2 separate regions of the Mus musculus genome follow, and region 2 is linked to region 1. Evidence: chromatin contacts called from public promoter capture Hi-C data. All regions are on one chromosome and are shown on one strand. The core of a region is the stretch at or near the end of the contact, and the rest is flanking DNA. Distances in the headings are between cores, read along the strand shown. Region 1 has its middle 13 kb from the start of Gm10522. Region 2 holds the start of B4galt3 (UDP-Gal:betaGlcNAc beta 1,4-galactosyltransferase, polypeptide 3).

Region 1 (4,913 bases), core at 1,050-3,549:
CAACTTCTAAATAAAAATCTTTAAGAAAGAAAGAGAAGCAGACATTAAAAGAAAAAACTAAAACAAAACACAAGACCCCCTTTTTACAATACGCCTCGCTTTCAAATTCACCTACCCTGTTGCTGCATAGCTGACACCCACCTCCGTCATTCACTGACATGAGAGCCTAGTTTCTTCTGCCTTTCACTGTGGGCTGAAGACAAGTGGCTCACTAGCAAGATTCCTGGCCTTCAGCACCAGGCTGGCACCGGGGAGGTTCCTAGTCTTGTGGACTGAACTATTAGTTCAAAGCCTTTCCATTGTAAAAACAGCCATTTGTTGGACCACTCAGACTGAATCATGGAAGCCCATCTAAGAACTGCCCCCTTCAGTCAGTTCTAATTCCCTGACTTACTACTGTAACAAAACACGATCTTTCTCAGTATGTGGTGATCACGAGATTTAGGGGAGACTCAAGCTTTCCTGGCACCAGGAAATCATTTTCAGTTAGCTTAAGCCAGAAATTCTCCAAGTTGCGCTCTAGCAGAGTCATCTGGAGAGCTGGGTCTCTTTCAAAGTTTCTAAGTTTGGTAGGGCCTGAGAATTTGCATCTCCAGCAAGTTTCTAAGCAATGCGGAGGCTGATTTTGAGAACCGTCGCTCTGAGGCAGTCATAGGATTCCACTCTCTTGCCAGGCATCGCGCTGATCACGTGAACATGGCTGGGGCCAACAAATCCCACTCTGCTGGATCCTGAGGTACAAGGATTGGCCAGTTCTCTGTCAGTCTTTGGACATGGTGCTATTGCACCGCACGCTGCCCGGAGCTGCTGCGGTCAGCTTCAGCATGCTTTCACAAGAAAAGAAAAGTGGCTGACGTGTTGAAGAGAGCGAGGCAAAGAGAAGGAAGTGTCTGCACTGTTGCGGGCACTGTGGTAGGCTAGAGACTGCTGCAACAGCAGATTGCAGTCATGGAGAGGTACGTTCCTTAAACAGGAAAAGCAAGACCACCCAAAACTGACTGGGGCCCAGCAGAGATGGCAACTGTCATTTACCTCATCAGAATGACGTCTCTATATGATTAGCCTTGTAAAATGCCCTTTTCCCTTCATGCATCTGTTGCTATGTCATATCTGAAATCTCCATATAAAGACAAAAATGGATAGTAGCCCTGTCGGGGAAACGAAAGGGATCCCAGCCCATCCCTGTGGTTCCCTGATTTTTTTCTCTGCCTTAACTCATGGATACTCTTTCCCTGCATTAAAGATTGCCCTAAAAATGTTGCCCAAAGTTCTGCGCAGTGTGACCATTTCTGGGGGCCTCACCCACTGCCTGAGTGTGCACTTTCGTTCTGAAATCAACTTCCTCCTAATTCCTTACTTTGCCTCATTAAAAGAAAAAGGTTTTCTGATGATGACGAGAGACTAGAAACACTGGGTAAAGGTTTCACCACCAGCAACAATATTATTACACGTTATCTATAATTTATAGTTACATGTTTAAGAAACTTGGTATGCCACATGGTAAAGCCATTTTTTTGGGGGGGGGTCTATGTAAGCTGTTTTCTGTTTTCTGTCATTTTGCTGTAGGAAGCCACCTAGTGATGCTCTCTTCCAGAACTCAAAGACTCTACTTAATGCAGCAGAGTCTAGAGGGACTGGGTTTCCAGACCTCAGGCTGAGGGCTATAATGTTGGCCAGTACTAAGCACTAAGGAATCCTTAATTCTAGATGACCATAAAGGCTAAAACTCAGGCTTCTGCCAAGATTGAAGGACAGGAAAATGTAGAACTAACTAAAAACTATGCATAGTTATACTCTCTATTTTCCAGAAGCACAAAAGAATCATGCTGTGTGTACTGGCATGTGTTTTGTGTGTCAACTTGACACAAGCTGGAGTTATCACAGAGAAAGGAGCCACAGTTGAGGGAATGCCTCTATGAGATTCAGCTGTAAGGCATTTTCTCAATTAGTGATCAAGGGTGGGAGGGGCCATTGTGAGTGGTGCCATCCCTGGGCTGGTAGTCCTGGGTTCTATAAGAAAGCAAGTTGAGCAAGCCAGGGGAAGCAAGCCAGTAACATCCCTCCATGGTCTCTGCATCAGCTCCTGCTTTCTGACCTGCTTGAGTTCCAGTCCTGACTTCCTTTGGTGATGAAGAGCAACGAGGAAGTGTAAGCGGAATAAACCCTTTCCTTCCCAACTTGCTTCTTGGTCATGATGTTTGTGCAGGAATAGAAATCCTGACTAAGACACCATGTTAGGGTACCAATTTCAGAGGCCTGCATAAGGACACTAGAGGGCACTGTTCACTGCTGCCAAGCTCTGGGGGAAGGAAGCCTGCCAGAGTCCAGCCCTTGGAAAGCAGACCAGCAGACCAGCTCACTCCTATGCCTCAACCTTGAAAAGCTTTATTAATCCCTAGACAGTGATCATTGGTGGTAATCCTTCACCTGGGACATACTCTTGCTATACGTGAGCTCTGCTTGCCTCCAATCTCTTGAACTTACAAATAACTTATAATAAACATTATACACACACCCTCCTCTTGTTGCCTATGAAATTTATGCTTTGGGTTTACAGAGACAAAGAACCCAGACACCTGAGATGGGAAAGCCTCCATTTCTATTAAGGTCTTCCCATGTTCCTTGAAACAATGCAAATGGCTAAACTTTCTTGAACCCATTAGCTTTAGGAAGGCAGAACAGGCATCTTATAGGCAGAATGTTAAAATAAGATAAAATGGACCTCTGTCCATTAAATTCGTTGCATTTTTGAGAGCGAGGAGTGCAGCATAGTGAGATGCAGGTAGACTATAAAAGGTGTTTGCACATCACCATTGTGTGCCTTACAGGCCATGATGAGTTTGGGCTTTACCCTGAGGTCACGGGGTACCACTCATCATTTTAAACAGCAGAGTGTACTTGGGATTTAAGAAGACTATTCTGGTAACAGACAGGTTGAGAAGTAAGACTGAGGGAAAGACAAGTGAGGTTGTTGCAACGGCTCTGGTTGCAGATGAAGGCGATTAAGACTAAGGGGGAAATGGTGTAAGTAAGATTAGGATGTTTAGCAAGAAAAACTGCCAAAAGTTGGATGTGAGTTTTGAAAGAGAGACCCAACCATGATGTCTTAGTTAGAGATTTTCTGCTGTGAACAAACACCATGACCAATACAAATCTTGTCAAAGACAATATTTAATTGGGGCTGGCTTACAGGTTCAGAGGTTCAGTCCATTATCATCAAGGTGAGGGCGTGGCAGCATCCAGGCAGACATGGTGTAGGCAGAGCTGAGAGTTGTATATCTTCACCTGAAGGCTGCTAGCAGAATACTGGCTTGCAGGCAGAAAGGATGAGGGTCTTATATCCACAGCCACAGTGACACAACTACTCCAACAGGGCCACATCTTCTAATAGTGGTACTCTAATAGTGGCTGAGCATATACAAACCATCACATATGACATCTGGGTTTCTGGCTCAGGAGGTGCCATTCTTCTATGTGGGAAGACAATGGAAAGAAGTTTGGCTGGGGTGAATTTAAGGGAGAGGTGTGGGTATTTAGAATCTGGTGTGTGTGTGTGTGTGTGTGTGTGTGTGTGTGTGTGTGTGTGTGTTGGGGTGGGCAGGGGCTATCTATTGATCATGCCAGTGGCTTGGTCAGGAATATCTGGCTGTCTGTAGAAGTCTTTTCTAGAACTGGATACATGGGCTTGAGATGAATAGTGCTTTGAGAAAATGGACTGGAAGCTGGGAAAGATGATTCTATAACACATACTCAGAACTGATTTGCTGAAAAGAGTTGACTCCTTCCGCCCTGCATGGTAATGGGAAGCAGGACAGAAAGTCTGGTGTGTCTGCCTTGACTCTGAATTCTCCTATTTCACTCTGCATAGCTATGGTAACCAGAGTGTCCACATAAAAACGGGTGGTGCCTAACCTACCTCATCCTTCATCAAGGCTAGAGACACAAAAGTAAGAGTAACTGAAACTTACCTTGTACAAGGTCCTGTTCCAGCAATACCAGAGGAGCCATAAGGTGTCCAGTCCTTGTCCTGAGCTTATGACTGCCCTGGATTCCAAGAAGAGCAAAGCTCCATGGAAAGACTGCCCACTCTATAGAGGAAGAGAGTTATCTCTGATGACAAAGACTCTCTAAGAAGTGATCATCTTGTAAGAATCAGACCTATCTGGTTTAAAGCTACTGCTTTTGCCTGAGAACATGGCCATGCTACTAGCCACTCCTGGATTCCCATTTGTTCCAATCCCCTTTGCTCTGAGAGGTGAATGAGCAAAGTTTGTTCCTCTACAACTTGCCTTCTAGCCACAATTGCCGGGTGTTATTATCTCCGACCTGGAAAAGTGTGCCCTTACCAATTTATTATCTCCATCTTTCCACTTGCCCTAAACTTCAGTGGCTAGTCCTACCTAGCCCCTTCCAAACATCCCTGGCCACCTGCCTGTAGCAGAGGCCATAGGCCCAAGCTCCTCCCATGACTTCACATGGTTGCTGCCTTATTCTTCCTCCAAAGCATGGCAAAAAGACCCCCTTTCTCCTTTCTTGTGTCTCCCTTTCCTCCTGGGACCCAGAAGTCCCACCTATACCTTCCATCCAGCAATCACCCCTTGGCCTTCTTTACTGACAAATCCGGAACCAATTGGGGAACAGGACTTTAACATCAGAACTGCTCCCTTCACCTATCCTTTGCATAATGTTTGTAACCACGTCTTTGGGCCACTATGCAGAGTCATAGTGGGAGAATGGCCAACCAGATCACACCTTGACCATGAAGACTTAACTATACATTTCCTCCTGCTTTCTGCCTCAGATCTTCTTCTATTGAGACCAAAGCTCGTGTCAGTACCCTCGAGTCAGAGTCCGATACCAGACCCATTGTTTTTTTCCCTCCTCTCTTTGCTTTTACTAATACTTGCCTCTAA
Region 2 (4,943 bases), core at 71-2,570, 270 kb before region 1:
AAAGCGAGGCCAGGGAAAGGAAAAAAAAAAAAAAAAAAAAAAAAAAGACAGGCAGGGAACAAAGTCACAGAAAGGAACACTGGTGTGATCGATCAACAATGAATAACAATTAAAAAGAAAGGTAAGCAACTACCAGCAAGTTTCACCCACTTCTCCCAAAGCACTCGCAGCAGCTACTCTGTATCTTTACCCTCAAGAAGGCTTACATCATTCAAGTTCCAAGTACACTTCAGAAGTCCTTTCAGGCTTTCTGAGAGAAGAGACGCACACGTACCTGTGTTCACGCTGCCTTGTTCCGGATCGTGGGGGCTCCAGGAGGTCCCCGGGGAGCAGAGATATGAGGCATTATCTCAAATTGGAACTGTCACAGGGGCCAGAAAAAAAGCATTCCAACAGCCAATCTGGGACCAGCGGGAACCAGAAATGAGCAAGGATAACCAGTCACCTGTACAACAGAGTTCGGGAAGAAACAGCTTTGCCATCATGGGAAGTGAGGGAAAGTGATTGATTGGAAAGTGAAAGTTCCTAGGTTCTCAGGTTACCTGCAGCTGGGTTGTGTCAGGTCCGTAACTAACCCTCTATACTCCAACAAAACGAGCTGGTTTGGGCGTGGGGACAGGGAAATGAATGAAGGCACCAAACAACAGCAACCCCAACTATTAGAGAGGCAAGACATACGTAACGGGACTTTGGAGTGGCCAGAAAACAAAACAAAATAGGGAACAGGTTCTTTCTGTTCTTTAGGTACCGGGGAGCGCCTCCGCAGGTATAGGGTGCTTGGTCACTTGGGAGCCGCAGGCAACAGCTCTGGAGCGTGGCCCGGAGAAGGGTGGGGGTGGCGTCCTCTCCCCTTTCCACCTTTCTCTAGCATTAGTGGGGGTGGGGAGGAGCGTTCCAGGTGAAGGGACCAGAGCGGAAGGGCTGGGACAGGATCGGCCCAAGACCTGGGCCGGCTCACCTGGAAGGGCGTGGTCGGTCAGAGCCTTGCACGCGAAGGGAAGGGGATCAGAACCCCATTCTCCTCGAACACGCCCATTCCACCCCGGTCTCTTGCGCTTGCCCCTACTGTGCAATGTGAAAGCAACCGGCCCGCGTCCACATTTCCATCCGAGACCCTGTCCGTGCTCAATCTGATTTTTCAGCCTTGACTCAGAACTTCTTCTCTTCCCGCCCCCGACCTCCCCAACCTTTCTCCGAGGACTCTCTCTCTCCGTGGTCCCCAGCCCACCATACCTGGTCTGCTCCCCGTCGTCACCGCCACCCGGACAACCGGGCAGGTATCGCTGCAGCCATCTTGGAAGCGGGCGCTGGGGCGGGGCCTGACGTCACGGGGCGGAGCCTTGGGAGATTCAGGCGCAGAGGCCCCTCACCTCCAAGCTTGCCAGTCCTTAGTTGGTGGCCCGCACCGCGGAGGTGCACATGGGTGGTGCAGAGAAGTCTCAGGTCCCGGTGCTTCCTCTCGACTTCGCAGTCTCCTAACGGGGTTCCATCGCTCACCTCAGTTTTAAAAACCCAGCAGCTCAAAGCCCTTGTTTTTCAGTAAAGCTAAGAGACACTTTCTACGTTTCGGACTACCTCACCCAGGGATCAGCTGAGCCCTTACCCCAGTGTGTTAATGGCGTCCCCTGTAGTCTAGTGCTACTTAGTATCAAAGTTGTTCCTCACTAAAGCTACTGTAACACGCATTTTGTATCCCCATGGTATCTCACAGACCTTGAAATGGAAGTTAGCTAACAGTGAAACATACAACGTGGAGGGAAAGGCAGCATAGGCTCCGATGTAAATATGTTTTTCTAGATATTAGACTAAAATAGACCCTACAACGATATATTTAATCCTGTGGCTTACTCCAGCCCCTAGCTTACTGTTTCTTAGAAACAAATATTTATTGCTGAGGAAACAATAAGACCAATTACTTGGGGTGTCTGCCTCAAACAGAGCACCATCTCCTGCGGTGTACACCGGTGGCGCTGGGGCTGGGAGAGTGCGGAGGGGCTACACACAAACAATACAACGCAATGATCATAATGACCCAGAAAGGTCACCTCATTCATATATGTTGCGATCCCGGCAGGCTTTTCAGAAATAGTCATGTCTAATGGGAAACCTGAAAGACTTGTCTGCGGCATATCCCGCTTTAAAAATTGTTCTCATGAAAGTTATTTTACGCTGGGCAGTGATGGCGCACGCCCTTAATCCCAGCACTTGGGAGGCAGAAGCAGGTGGATTTCTGAGTTCGAGACCAGCCTGGTCTACAGAGTGAGTTTCAGGACAGCCAGGGCTACACAGAGAAACCCTGTCTTGAAAAAAAAAAAAAGAAAGAAAAAGAAAGAAAAAAGAAAAGAAATTTATTTTACAACACAGTATAGGTAGGTGACTTGCATTCCAATTCTGTCCTGTCTAGTAAATTATCACATGAAGAGAAAAAAAAAGTTTGTCTCGATGTCCTCCTTTGGTTTTATATTTCTCATCTGTAAATGTGTGTTCTGTAAAGCCAGTTCCTTCAGGAGTTAAACACTATAAACATATGTTCCTTTTTTATATTGCTAAAACTAATTCTTTACCAAACATTAGACACACTGTGCTGAGCCCTCTTCTTAACTAGATCGTATCTTTGGCCCTATCTTGGGCCTGCCTTAACAGTTTTTGCCAGAAAGAATCCTACCAAGCCAAACAAGCAAGTGTTGTACCACCAACCCCTTGATATTTGATCACCACCATCTGCCTGCAGTAAGGATCCTGTCAAGTCAGTTTACCAAGCATCCCTCCTTAAAAGTATCTCATTCTCTGCTCAGATTGTCCTCCCTGATGCTTACTGCCTCTGCCTGCTAATCTAGGCCTAGTCCTGGAAACTTCTAGAATCTATAAACCTAATCTAGGCCTAGAATGTTTTCAGCCTCTGAGACTTACTGCTGAATAAGCTCACCCTTTCCTAGTTCTTTCTGAACTCTGTTGGCTGGTGTAACTTCGTGGTTCTGGCTCAAGCTCTGATTTAAATTGGACTGATTTAAATTGGTTTCTCTTCTCAGCTTCTGACTGTATTCATATACAAGCTCTGCCTGGCCTCATATTAACTTTGGCAATATGTTTTGATCTTCTGGCTCCTTCTCATTCTCTGACTCATTCTGTCTTGTGTCTAGCCTGTTCTCTCTCTCTGCATCCTGTCTCTGTACAACTGTCCCAGTCAAACTGCCTCTGTCCTCTGTCCCCACTGTCCCTCAAGTAGCTTCCCTTTCCTCTCTCTTCTTTTTTTTTTTTTTTTTTAAAGATTTATTTATTTATTTATTGTAAGTACACTGTAGCTGTCCTCAGACACTCCAGAAGAGGGAGTCAGATCTCATTACGGATGGTTGTGAGCCACCATGTGGTTGCTGGGATTTGAACTCCTGACCTTCGGAAGAGCAGTCGGGTGCTCTTACCCAATGAGCCATCTCACCAGCCCTCCTCTCTCTTCTTGAGACAATTGGGCATACCCTATTCTGTCAGGTCTTTCTCTAACTTGTCACTTTGTCTGCCACTCAGTTAGACATCACTTTCAATCACAGATACTTCCTTCTACAAAGTAACTTTACCTTCTTTGTTCGGGGATTAAAGGTGTGTACTAAAGGCATGTCCATATCCAGCCAGAGGGGATTAAAGGTGTGTGCTAAGGGTGAGCCACACCACAAATAGGAACAGATATTTGCCGTAAACAACATGATCTTGGGGTTCTCAGTGTGACCAAGTATCCTGCAGTATCCCTCTAGTCCTTGATGTCCTTTTTTTTGGCGGGGGGGGGGGGGTGTTTCGAGACAGGGTTTCTCTGTATAGCCCTGGCTGTCTGGCTGTCCTGGAACTCACTTTGTAGACTAGGCTGGCCTCGAACTCAGAAATCCGCCTGCCTCTGCCTCCCAAGTGCTGGGAAAAGTATTAGTAGGCAGCATATTTTTTATTCTAAACATTAATAGTGAACACAAAATAGGAATTGAGTAGAAGCTCTGGTTTTTTAGCTTAGGGCTTAGTTTTTGGAGGTGGGGCGGTCAGAGAACGACTTTGTGGAGCTGATCCTCTTCCACTTTTACCTGGGTTCCAGGGTTAACTGAGGTTGCCGGGTTGACATCCTCGGTAGCAAGTACCTTTAAGGGACTGAGCCACTTCACTGGCTTCACACTCGTTCTTCTGGCTGGGAGGGGGGGTGGCTGTCGGTTTGTTCGACTTGTTTTTGTTTTTTGGAGGAGCTCACGTTAGCAGAAGAGTCAGACGTACACAGATTATTGGTATGTGGGTTTTTTTCCCCAGAGGATCCTCTCCCGAGACTGCTCCACTGGTGCTTCCTTCTTGTTGTTGGGGCTGCTTCTGTTTCCTTCATTTTGTTCTGAGATGGGGGTCTCCTGTGGTCTAGGCTAGCTTGGAATAACTGGTCCCCTTGCCTCTAACCTTCAGGGCTGACATTACAGACGTGTGTCAGCAGACTCAGCCACTCTGTTTTTCTGTTTCCGGTTTGGTTTGGTTTCATCTACAGGTGATCCCATCTGACCTGGTGTTCTGCCTCAGCCTCTTGATTTCTGGGAATTATAGGCATGAGCCACTATATCTGGCAGGTAGGGTTCTATTCTTGCAAAACTGACTTTCATGCTCTATTATTATTATTGTTAATTATTATTATTATTATTTGCTTGATTTAGGTGTGTGCATAGTGGCACAGGTATGTGCATGCATGTAGATGTAGTGAGAATTTTGGTTTCTTTAAAAAAACACAGAAATATTATGGGAATATGTGTGTTCAGTTTTAATCCCAGGTGTGGGAGAGGAAGGAGAGAAAGGGAAGGGAAGGAGGGGAAGGGAGAGGAAGGGAGCCATTTCACAGCAGGTGACTATGGGTTGCCTTGAGCTCTAACAGGGAAGTGGTCTTGCCAGCTGCAGATGGTTTCTGAGAGTGTGTGACATTTGGAATTCTGGAGGGT

What was found. Promoter capture Hi-C pulls out the DNA fragments that hold promoters and counts their contacts.
Region 2: a promoter capture Hi-C map of the HPC-7 cell line shows a contact between it and region 1. The contact joins the promoter of B4galt3 here to the enhancer-like site in region 1. A contact is called at or near these places in 6 of 39 promoter capture datasets (the 3T3-L1 cell line, the C10 cell line, the HPC-7 cell line and 2 more), 1 of 115 datasets of contacts at active chromatin or transcription factors (bone marrow-derived macrophages) and 1 of 9 other capture datasets (liver).

The regions. Positions count from the first base shown.
Region 1 is chr1:170,994,322-170,999,234 of GRCm38.p6, reverse strand. No RefSeq gene overlaps it. Among named protein-coding and RNA genes, the nearest start is that of Gm10522, 13 kb to the right of the region's middle. Within about 2 kb of position 2,299, at least 43 of the 459 cell types and tissues checked have an H3K27ac peak or open chromatin away from gene starts, as enhancers often do. A contact at or near this core is called in the HPC-7 cell line and bone marrow-derived macrophages, where this site is marked.
Region 2 is chr1:171,266,705-171,271,647 of GRCm38.p6, reverse strand. B4galt3 (UDP-Gal:betaGlcNAc beta 1,4-galactosyltransferase, polypeptide 3) reads right to left here and starts at 1,320. Exons shown (of 8, transcript NM_020579.2): 1 at 1,234-1,320; 2 at 275-445.